Linked DNA regions of Mus musculus: region 2 is linked to region 1. A link is a contact called in public Hi-C data. All regions are on one chromosome and are shown on one strand. The core of a region is the stretch at or near the end of the contact, and the rest is flanking DNA. Distances in the headings are between cores, read along the strand shown.

Region 1 (5,097 bases), core at 1,375-3,874:
CAAAAATCTGTCTTGACTGCAGGCTGGCAACCAGAGGCCCTCCAGCTGGAGCAGCCACAAGACTACTAACAGAACCAAAGGGGATGAAGGCCAGGGAACTCCGGAGGTCCAAAGCAAACGAAGAAGCTCCAGGAACAGACTGGCTTCAGATTTTTCACACTAAACGGATTGTTGGTCCTGTGACCTTCTATGGCCCACTCTGAACTCTTGTCACCAAGATATCTCACTGCCCTCCCCTCCTGCTGTCATGCAGGTGTAAGAGAGTACTGTGGGAGGGTTGGCCCGCTGTGGGTCTCCCAGCACCCTTTTCTGCTCCATTCAGTTTTCTTAAATAGGATCTCACTGAGGACTACGAGAGCCCAACGAGAGCGGGATCCTTCAAGGCTCCGGATCCTCAACCCCTTCTAAAGGCGCCGCTCACGGGGGAAAACAGCTCTGCCCAGTTTCCATTCCCGCCTCCAGAATAACGAGCCGAAAACATGTGTACTGTAAATAAAGCCTGTCTAAATAAAGCACTCGGGGAAAGGCTGCCGAGAAAACACTCTGCATCGCTCTGTGCTCAGAGTGAGTCAGCTTCCCAGCCCCCGAGGAACAATGGAGACCTTGCCAAAGGTCCCCTTTTATAGACCCCCCCAACTTCCCCCTGGTCCGGTTAGGTGATGGTGGTAGGGCACTAGTACGCTGTGACTTTTGGCTCAGAGAATGGAGAGGGAGAGGGTGTCCCCAGGGATCAAGGTTAGGATCCTGTCCTGAGATTAATGCTGCCAGGAATCCCTCTGCCACCAGCTGCGGAGGCTAAGTGGAAGCGCTAAACAAACAGAGGGCAAAGGGACGATGTTGTTCCAGGCTAAGGAGGGCCTTCTCTTGAGCTTTCCCAACTCACCTCTCCTAAATCTCAGATGGAAAGAAGGTAGCCAACTACCTGAGTCACCTCCAACTCTTCACTTCCTATCTAGGCCCACATACAGACATCGTCCTCACGTGTGTGTTGGAGGCCAGGCCTCCCACCTAGACAGTGTGAGTGTGAGCATCAAAGCAGAGCAAACCCTCGATGACGAAAAGCAGTCTTGGGACCCACGGTGCCTTCCTTGCCCTGTCTTTTATGTACTTCCTTGGGAAACTGAACACCCTTAAAGAGGCGGCGAGATGGAGACCTTTGCAAGGTGTTAACTGATTGATGCAATGGCTTCTGCTCTGGTATGAGCCAATGGTTCCAGTCCCCCGCCCGGTGACCTTGAGAAAGTCAGGGATCTACCCCAAACGCTTGGGATTTTCCCACCCCTAGAGGCCAGCCCTTTATCTCAGCCTCTCAGGCTTTTTGGCCACCCAGCTTTGTCCGGCTAGGCTGGCTAGCCTGCTCTGGGAGGAGGTACGGGAGTGGGGTGGGAGGGATGAAAAAACACCAAAGGCTTCACCCACACCCTTGCACCCCCTTCCTCGCCCGGGGCCCCTCGGCCAGTGCTCTAGCCGCCCGGTGTTGCCAAACCCTCACTGGGCAGGGTTGCGGGGTGAGGCTTTGGGAACAGGGCTTGAGCTAGAGAAGATGAGGAAAACAAGTGAAACGGGAGGGGCGGGGTGGGGTGACGGCTCATAAATCAACTGGCTCCACCCCCAGCCCTCAGAGCTGAGGCGCCTCAGCCCCGCAGGGAAGAGGAGGGTCACTCGACCACTCCTGGACGACCTCTGAGCTTTCCCTGAGCCATCGCCCCACCCTAGGCTCAGGCCGCCGTAAGACCAGCTCCTGGCCCAGATCGTAAACCGCCCGCCGGATTCGGCGGGAAGCCGCCCTTGGACGCAGCGCTCATCCGCCCAAGGGGAAGTTTATTTATAGCTTGTAAAACGTAAAGGAAACCAGACTTCGCTAGCTTGCGGAGCCTGGGCGCCTTCGATCCCCACCTGCCCACCAAGAGGGCTCAGCAGGGGGTCTGGAAAGTGGGGTGGCTTCTAGTCCTCCCCCTACTCTGCACCCAAAGGAGAAGGGAACCTTCTTCTGTTGCTGCCCAGGCTTAAATTCCCTCTCAGCGTGCTTAAGCAGGGCGCTTGATGCCACAGAGAGAGGAGGCCAGGGCCTGGGCCCTGTGTGGTTAGTGTAAAGGAGACTGAGCTGGCCCACTTGGCACGCACGCCCGGGCAGGCCAGGCAGCGCTGTGCGGGATTCCACAGCTTCCGCTCCCGACAGGGGGAAGTCCCAGAGTGCCAGGAAGCCTTGGAGTGGGTGCTCCCGGAGCCTCTCCTTGGAAAGCAAGGATGCTGTCCCCGTTCCTGCTGCGCACGTGTCTTCAGCAGAGCAGGCGAGCGCTGTGCGCCTGGGGCTGCGATCCGCGGGTGACAGCGGTTGAGAGCGCGCCCTCTCCACTTCACACCCCCGCCGTCGCCTCCTCCCCAGGGGAAGCTCCTCGCTCCGGGGTGCGCTCGGGGCAGGAGCCAGAAAAAAACGAAAAGTGCCGAGAAGACGAGGACGAAAACCGATAAAGAGCTCAGCCGAGCTCTTCAAGATACCCGCGAGTCCCCATTACTCACAACCCACCCGGGCAGCCCTTCCCAGTCCCGATGGAGTGCACCCTGCCTTGGTCAGGGAGGTGTGTGTGTGTGTGTGTGTGTGTGTGTGTGTGTACGCGCGCGCGCCCAATCGCCGGGACGGCAGTTGCGAAACAGGCTCTTGGCTGCAGCGCGGCATAATGGAGGTGGCTGGAACAATGCGCGCTTTGTGCGCGCTGGTTGTTTTCTACCCGCCTCGCCCCCCTCGCTCGGGCCGTATGGCACTTTAATCCCTACCACGGCTAGGCACAAATGCACTTGTGTCCTGTGGGTCACCGGGGGCCGTGCGGCTGGAGCTGTCCCCACCCCTCCCCCGCCGAGCCCACGGCCCGCTTGCCCAGTCTTCCTTCCTGCACCCACCTCCCCCCACCCCACCCCCGCGCGCCACCACTTCAATTCCCGGCGTGGGCCGCTCAGCCGGCTTTGGAAGCTTCCGGGCCCGCCGGCCACTTTTATTTTCCAGGCAGACGGCCCTCCCCACCCCCCCGGCGAGCACGCGCGCGCGCGCACACACGTGGAGCGCAGGCCTCCCACTTGCGGCCCTCCCTCGGCTCGCCCCGCCCGCCCGCCCGCTCGCTCCCGCCCGGCGCTCCGGACTCCTGCGAACAATAGTAAATGTCAACAGATTCCGCGCGGCGAGTGTCTGACTCGGCCGAGATAAGGGTGCGCGGTTGGCCCTGAGCTCCGCGACACCGCGGGGGGAGGCCACCCTGACCCTAGCTGGAAAGAACCGGCTGTGATGAAGCCGGTGTCGAGGGATGGAGGGCAGGAGGGGAGAGCCCCAGCCTCAGCCCCGGGAGGAGAGGCGCTTAGACGCCAGGCCTTGCCCCACCCCCACCCCGCCTAACTCTGTGCTGCTGGGCAGCCTAGGGGCCCGGTGGAAAGCCACGTGCTAGATGTCAGCCCACGGCTCGGATCTCCAGAGGACGCAGGGAAAAGGCAGGTGTGGAGGTGAAGACTCGGACAGTTTTCCACCTCCGGGGAGCCGGCACCCGAAACATGGAAAGGATCTCAGTCCTTGTCTCCTGAAACTCACTAAAATGTTTTTTTTTTTTTAAGCTCACACAACACTTGCAGTCCTCCCCCTCAATCGTCCGCAACCCACCACCCGAGTTAAAAATTCGCAAATTGATTCCCACGCGTTAGTATTAATGGGTTGTTCCTCTTAAATTGTTGCCAACTTTGCTAATGGATTATTATTTAAATTTCTTTTTTATAAAGTACGTGTTGTTTTATAGATGCGTATTTACTTAAAGAAATCAACTGCATCTATTAACATATTAAAGAGAGAATAAAGCACGGGGCCGGTGTAATGTGCTGTTCAGCCTTACTTTGGGTGCTGCGAAGATAGGAAAATCTTATTTGTTTAATAATAAGTCACTCATGAATATGCAAATGACATCGTTGCAGTACCTCACTTCTGTCACTATTAATGAGTTGCAAATTAATGTGACAACAAAAGGAAAATCTATTTAGTGGAGGAACTCAGGTTCCTACCTGGGGAGATCACCAGCAGGCCTGGAACTTCCATAGTGTAGATGGAAAGGACCGGGGATGGACACCTCACCCAGCCTTTTCCTGAAGCTACCACTATTGTTTAGACCCACGGACCTGCTTTGTCAATAGCCCCTTAAAATTCCAGCTCCAGGCCAGGGGAAGAATGGTTGCTCCAGGGTAATTAGGGCCAAGTGTGATTAATGGAAATCAGCCCACAGTTTGGAGTAAAGCAATTGGTGAAGCAGATTGGGAAGTGAGGGAGGGGTCCTCTCTCCACCCAGTTTCAAGATTCCCCGAAGCCTTTATTGGCCTCTGTTGTTTGGGATAGGGACAAATTGGGCCTGGGGTGCTCCGATCCCAGGTGGATCACAGGTACTGAGAGAGCAGCCCATGCTCTTGCGCTTGCCTCTTGGGCTTGGTTTTTTACAAGGCGGCTTTGCTGACAGATTTAAGAGCAGATCAGCTTCTTCCTGCCAACCTACTATCCAGTGGCTACAGACTGAAGTCTGCCTGTCTTCCACCGACCTTCCACTCTCCTGGCCTCCACATCAGAGACAGTTACTGACTTCATCAGTATGCTGAAGAGAGTGTTTTGCATTCACTTAAGTTTAGAAACATCTTTGCAAAAAAGTAGTAGTGGTAGTGGTAGTAGTAGTAGTAGTAGTAGTAGTAGTAATCAGTAGAATCAGAGTCCAGGTACTATTTGTCAAGAGAACTGTCTTAGAAAGATGCGGACCTTCTCTATGCAGCCTAGTTAACAATTACATGGTTTTATAAACATATGAAAAGAACCTTTAAGATCTGTGCACTCTGCTATGTCTAAGTTACTTTGTTACTTATTACTAAGGTACCCCGGGGTTGGTGGTCTAAAACAAGACTCATTTATTTGGCTCAGAATCTAGTGTGGGGCCCAGAGCATGCTGTGGTGTCATGTGGGTCAGGGGAGCTGCACTGAGCTCCACTCTCAGGATGGTGCACGCTCAGAGCTGGCAGGCCTGTGCTTCTCCTCCATGTGGGCCGCACCACAGGGTGGCTTGGGATTCCTTACAGCATGGTGGCTCT
Region 2 (5,097 bases), core at 1,524-4,023, 320 kb after region 1:
ATAAAACAATCTTTGGGAAGATCCTCACAGTCATATGCCCCTAGATGATTCTGAATCTGGTCAAACTGATAATGAAGATTAACTACCAGCCCATGTAGTCATCTCATCTGATTGGAGTCTAATTCCAATTTGCCCACTCTGTGTGCCAGTTTTCCCTCAAACCCCATGGAAGCCAAACATTGGTTCTAAAATGAATCATCAAAACAAAACAAAACAAAAACACCTTATTGGAAGGGCTGGAGAGATGGCTCAGACGTTAAGAACACTAGCACCGGGCTGGTGAGATGGCTCAGTGGGTAAGAGTACCCGACTGCTCTTCCAAAGGTCTGGAGTTCAAATCCCAGCAACCACATGGTGGCTCACAACCATCTGTAATAAGATCTGACGCCCTCTTCTGGTGTGTCTGAAGACAGCTACAGTGTGCTTACATATAATAAATAAATAAATCTTAAAAAAAAAAAAAAAGAACACTAGCACCAGAGAACACTGGTTCATTTTTATAGCACCAACGTGGTGACTCACAACCACCTGAAACTCCAGTTCAAGCAGACCTGATGCTCTCTTCTGACCTCCACAGCACTTGATACACATGCGGAGTGTGGCATATGTGCAGGCAAAACACCCATACACATGAAATAAAAATATTTAAAAGCTCATTAGAATTTCCTTAAACTTTTCATTACAGTTCAGCTCTCCTACATGACAGTGCCCACGTTATGAGTGAATTTCTTCATGTCTGCCAAGTTAAAACAGTCCTGAAATAGAGCATCACTTGGACCCCAGCACTCTTTTGGGGGGAAAGGTCTTATTTAGTTCAGGAGAACTTGATATCCCCCTGCCTCAGCCTCCCAAGTACAGGGATTAACGGTGAGTACCAACATACCCAGCTCACCCACTCTTTTTAAAAAATTCTCTCTCTCTCTCTCTCTCTCTCTCTCTCTCTCTCTCTCTCTCTCTCTCTCTCCCTCTCTCTCCCTCTCTCTCTCTCTCTCTCTCTCTCTCTCTCTCTCTCTGTCTCTCTCTCCATAACTATCTACCTGCCTACCTATCTAGTGTGTGTGTATATGTGGAAATCTAAGACTAATTTTGTTTAGTCAGTTCTCTTTTCATCTTTGTGTGGATTCCAGGCATCAAATACTTTTGTGGCAAATGTAACATTTTCTTTTGAGATTTGTTTGTTTGTTTGTTTGTTTGTTTAGCAAGCCCATCGGTGTTTTGCCTGCATGTGTGTCTGTGTGAGGATGCCAGAGCTCCTAGAACTGGGGTTGCAGATCATTGTGAGCTGTCATGTGGGTGCTGGGAATTGAACCCAGCTGCCCTAGAAGAGCAGCCAGTACTCTTAACTGCTGAGCCATCTGTCTAGTCAATCATATGTCATCTTACTGTCTACATTGTTATTGTTGTGTGTAATGTATATGTGTAGTATATACGTGTGTGTGGTGGGGGGAGTCAGGCATACTGCTCCATCACTTTCTGCCGTATTCTCTTGAGACAAGGTCTCTCATTGAACCTGGATCTAGGCTGATGGTCAGTAAGCCCCAGCCATCTTTTCATCTCTAACTCTTGTGCACAGTTATGGGTTTCAAAGTATGTCTGACTAAACCTGGATTTTCGCATGGATTCTGGGAATGTGAACCTAGGTCCTCTTATTTGTATTGTAAGTGCTATTTCCCGCTGAGCCATCTCTCTACCACCCCCCCCCCAAAGTGTTTTAATCAAAACCTGAAAGAATAGTCTCTGCTGAGATGGTTCACCATGCAGGTAAGCATGTATAATCACCACCTACGCCAATTAGCTTGGCTTTCTATGTCTTTGGCTAGGTGCCTCTTGGAGAGAGCAAAGGCTGAGGTTATTCACCCCTTAGCTCTTAGCTTTGTTTTGCTCACCAGGTTGCCAGCCAGAGTGGTTTGGGATTGGAGCCAGTTGGAACAGCACTCTGCTGCCCTGCTAACCAATCAAACAGTGACAGAAGTGACAATTTCTCCAACAGAATCTCATCCAAAGCAATTCACTTACCACACTCCCAGGGTCATACTGACACTGGCTCTTATAGCATATCTGGGCCTCCTGAACCCTTAGAGAAGCCCACTTGGGAGACTGTACTATGTGGATAACACAGATGACCCTACTCAATCTATCATCTGCTAGTCTATTTGTAGTGGTCACTGTTAATTGTCAACTTCCCAGACCCTAGAATCACGAGGGAGATGTACTTCCGGATATTCCTGTAGGGAGTTATCTTGATTACATTAATTAAAGTGGCTAAGACCATTCTCTGGATAGGGGATAATATCAACCCAGAATTGAACAGTTCTTTTTTTCTTTTTGTTTTTTCAAGACAGAGTTTCTCTGTGTAATCTTGGCTGTCCAGGAACTTTACTTTGTAGACCAGGCTGGCCTCAAATTCACAGAGATCTGCTTGCCTCTGCCTCCCGAGTGCTGCGATTAAAGGCATACACCACCATCACCTGGCCAACAGTTCTTAAAAGTTTCACAGAATTTGGTTTAGGGAGATGGTACAGAGGGTAAAGGCTTTTGCTGTCAAGCCTGACAACCTGAGTTTGATTCCGGGAACCCGTACATTAGAAAGAGAGAACCCAGTACATGTGAGCTGTGGCACAAGCATACCTCCCCCACCTAAATAAATAAGGAAATGTGATAAAATTTAGAAAAAGTTTCACAGACTGCGGTGATGCAATATTGTAATGAAAATGTCCCTAACATTCTAAGAGACTGGAACTTTTTTCTGGACCTTACAGCCAGAGTTAATAATATACCTTGAGGTCATTTAAAACTCAAGACTGATATCCTACTGTGGACTCAGCCTGTTTGTTTAACCTACTTTTAAGAGAACAATGTAACAGCCAACCTTATTTGCCTTGAATTTCCCATTAGCTTTTACAACCTAGCTTATGCTTAACTGTACTCTTAAATTATGCACTCTTTCATGCCCCTGACACAAAATTATGCATTTGTATCATTTGCGAAAGCGGCAAACACAGAGGTTGAAAGCAATCTTATAAAATTAATATCCACCATAACTGTTGAACTCAACATACGGATATTGCTTGATAAACAATGATGTTTGTTATGAGTCAACTGGGGTCAGTTGGAGCCAGTGACTTAATCCCTTGTGAAACTGTTAAAGATTTCTGTAAAGTGTCCCTCACTCTGCCCCCATATGATGGTTTCTGCGCTGTTCTATAAGAGACAGAGCAGAGCCTTTCATTAGGGACACACCCGGACATGCAGACACTGGGACAGAGTCACAGGACATTCTTCGGGCAGGCACGAACTCTGACTCATACAGTAGGAAGCAAAAGGATGGCAGACACAGGGAGGTAAAAGTAGAGAATTCAAATGTGGACTTGCTCCTGGTTAAATGACACCAAGGGGAAGTGTTTTGATTTCTTTCTTTAATGTGACACCGATGCATTACTGTTGACTCAGACTTTATTATTAATGTGTTCAAATGGACCAAAATAGACCTCACCTGAAGCTCCTGGAGAGGGGATGTCTTTAATCTCTTTGTATTTGCTGCCTTTGAAAGGATCATCTTGATCAAACATTAACGTTATAGATTACAAGGACTTGATTGTAATTTTGCCTTCCAATTTAAACGGTCTTTTCCCCATTTAATGATTTTATTTCATTTAATGATTTTTGTTTGTAGTTATGTCTTTCTCTTTCTGTATTTTATTCAGCTCTCTCTTATTCTTGGTTAGCCTTGCCATGGGTCTGGGAATAATTCCTACAGGTTTTTGTTGCTTCTTCATTTCATGCTATTCTGCCAGGGCCCAGCCAAAAGATGGCTCTCTCATCCAAATGCCAGCTGAGCATGCAAGCTGAGGGTCAGCTCCAGTGTCAGTGACCAATAGTTGGCGACCAGTAGCCAATATAGTCAGTCAACTTACCAACCTGTTACCTTGGCTATCGTACATATATCTGGGACAAGTTCACAGGACCATAAAAATAGACTTTTATTATTATTCTTTTAAATCATATTTATTTAGGTTGAGGGGGGCATGCCATGGCCCATGTGTGGAGGTCAGACTTTTGGATGGTTCTGTCTTTCTAGTATGTGGGCCCTCAGATATTAAACTCAGGCCATTGAACTTAATATAAGTGCTGCTGAACTTACCAGGACCTAGGAATAGATTCCTTTTGCTTGTTTGATTGGTTTGTTCTGTATTTATTTATTTTTATTTTTATTTTTTGTTTTGTTTTGTTTTTTGAGACAGGGTTTCTCTGTGTAACAACCCTAGCTGTCCTGGAACTCACTCTGTAGACCAGGATGGCACCGAACTCACAGATATCCGCCTGCCTCTGCCTCCCAAGTGCTGGGACTAAAGGCGTGCACCACCATGCCTAGTCTAAGAATAGATTCTTAATATTAGAATGAGAATACTATTGACACATGCCAGGACTCAATATCCTCACTGTTTGCACTGTCTGTAGGTAGGATCAGAGGTCCTGGTCATCTCAAATGCGTAGGTTTCTGGTAGGTAATTTATAGAATGGGTACTGCAAGCCACATATCTATTAATGGGTCTGCCTTTGTCACTAAAGAGCAAACAGGGAAGGTTCACAGACAGGAAGAGCATGTCCCTGTTGTCTTCCTTCCCTTTGTCCCTAGATGAGCAGACTTCTGTAAAGGCTGGTACTGTGTGTTGGAGACACTCCAAAGGAGATCAATGGAAAGATGAGCTATGAGACTCACCAGGTTTCTCCCTGCTTAAAATCTCAGACACTATTCAACTTTTCCTGGCAGTCCCTGCTGAGTTACAGTGGAACTATCCATCAGGATGGGTCTCAGCTGTCTCCTCACAGATAAATAAGGATGGCGCCTGAAAGCCACTCTGTGTGGAGCTAGCGCTCACTTATTTTCGCCCTATGAATTAGTCTGGGACAGTGTGTGTGTGGTGGTGGTGGTGGTGGTAGTGGTATGGCACTGTGTAATTGATCAATGGCAAATCTCCCTCCCAGGATGGCTAGGGGGGAAGACAGACCAATAGAAATGTCTTCTTCGAAGTCACCAGCGTTGATTTTTCAGACTCATGAGAATTGCTCCGAGCTGTACAGAAGGAAGCAATAACT

The links. A called contact is a pair of places that touch in the nucleus more often than the background predicts.
Region 2: a Hi-C map of liver shows a contact between it and region 1, with 4 times the contacts expected there. The contact joins two enhancer-like sites. A contact is called at or near these places in 1 of 484 Hi-C or Micro-C datasets (liver) and 4 of 115 datasets of contacts at active chromatin or transcription factors (acute myeloid leukemia, embryonic stem cells, large pre-B cells and 1 more).

What each region holds. Positions count from the first base shown.
Region 1 is chrX:12,004,162-12,009,258 of GRCm38.p6, forward strand. Gm34301 (a long non-coding RNA gene) reads left to right here. Exons shown (of 4, transcript XR_003953093.1): 4 at 23-575. Among named protein-coding and RNA genes, the nearest start is that of Gm34301, 4.6 kb to the left of the region's middle. Within about 2 kb of position 2,625, at least 320 of the 459 cell types and tissues checked have an H3K27ac peak or open chromatin away from gene starts, as enhancers often do. A contact at or near this core is called in liver and pancreatic cancer cells, where this site is marked.
Region 2 is chrX:12,320,763-12,325,859 of GRCm38.p6, forward strand. No RefSeq gene overlaps it. Among named protein-coding and RNA genes, the nearest start is that of Gm14635, 32 kb to the right of the region's middle. Within about 2 kb of position 2,774, at least 18 of the 459 cell types and tissues checked have an H3K27ac peak or open chromatin away from gene starts, as enhancers often do. A contact at or near this core is called in liver and pancreatic cancer cells, where this site is marked.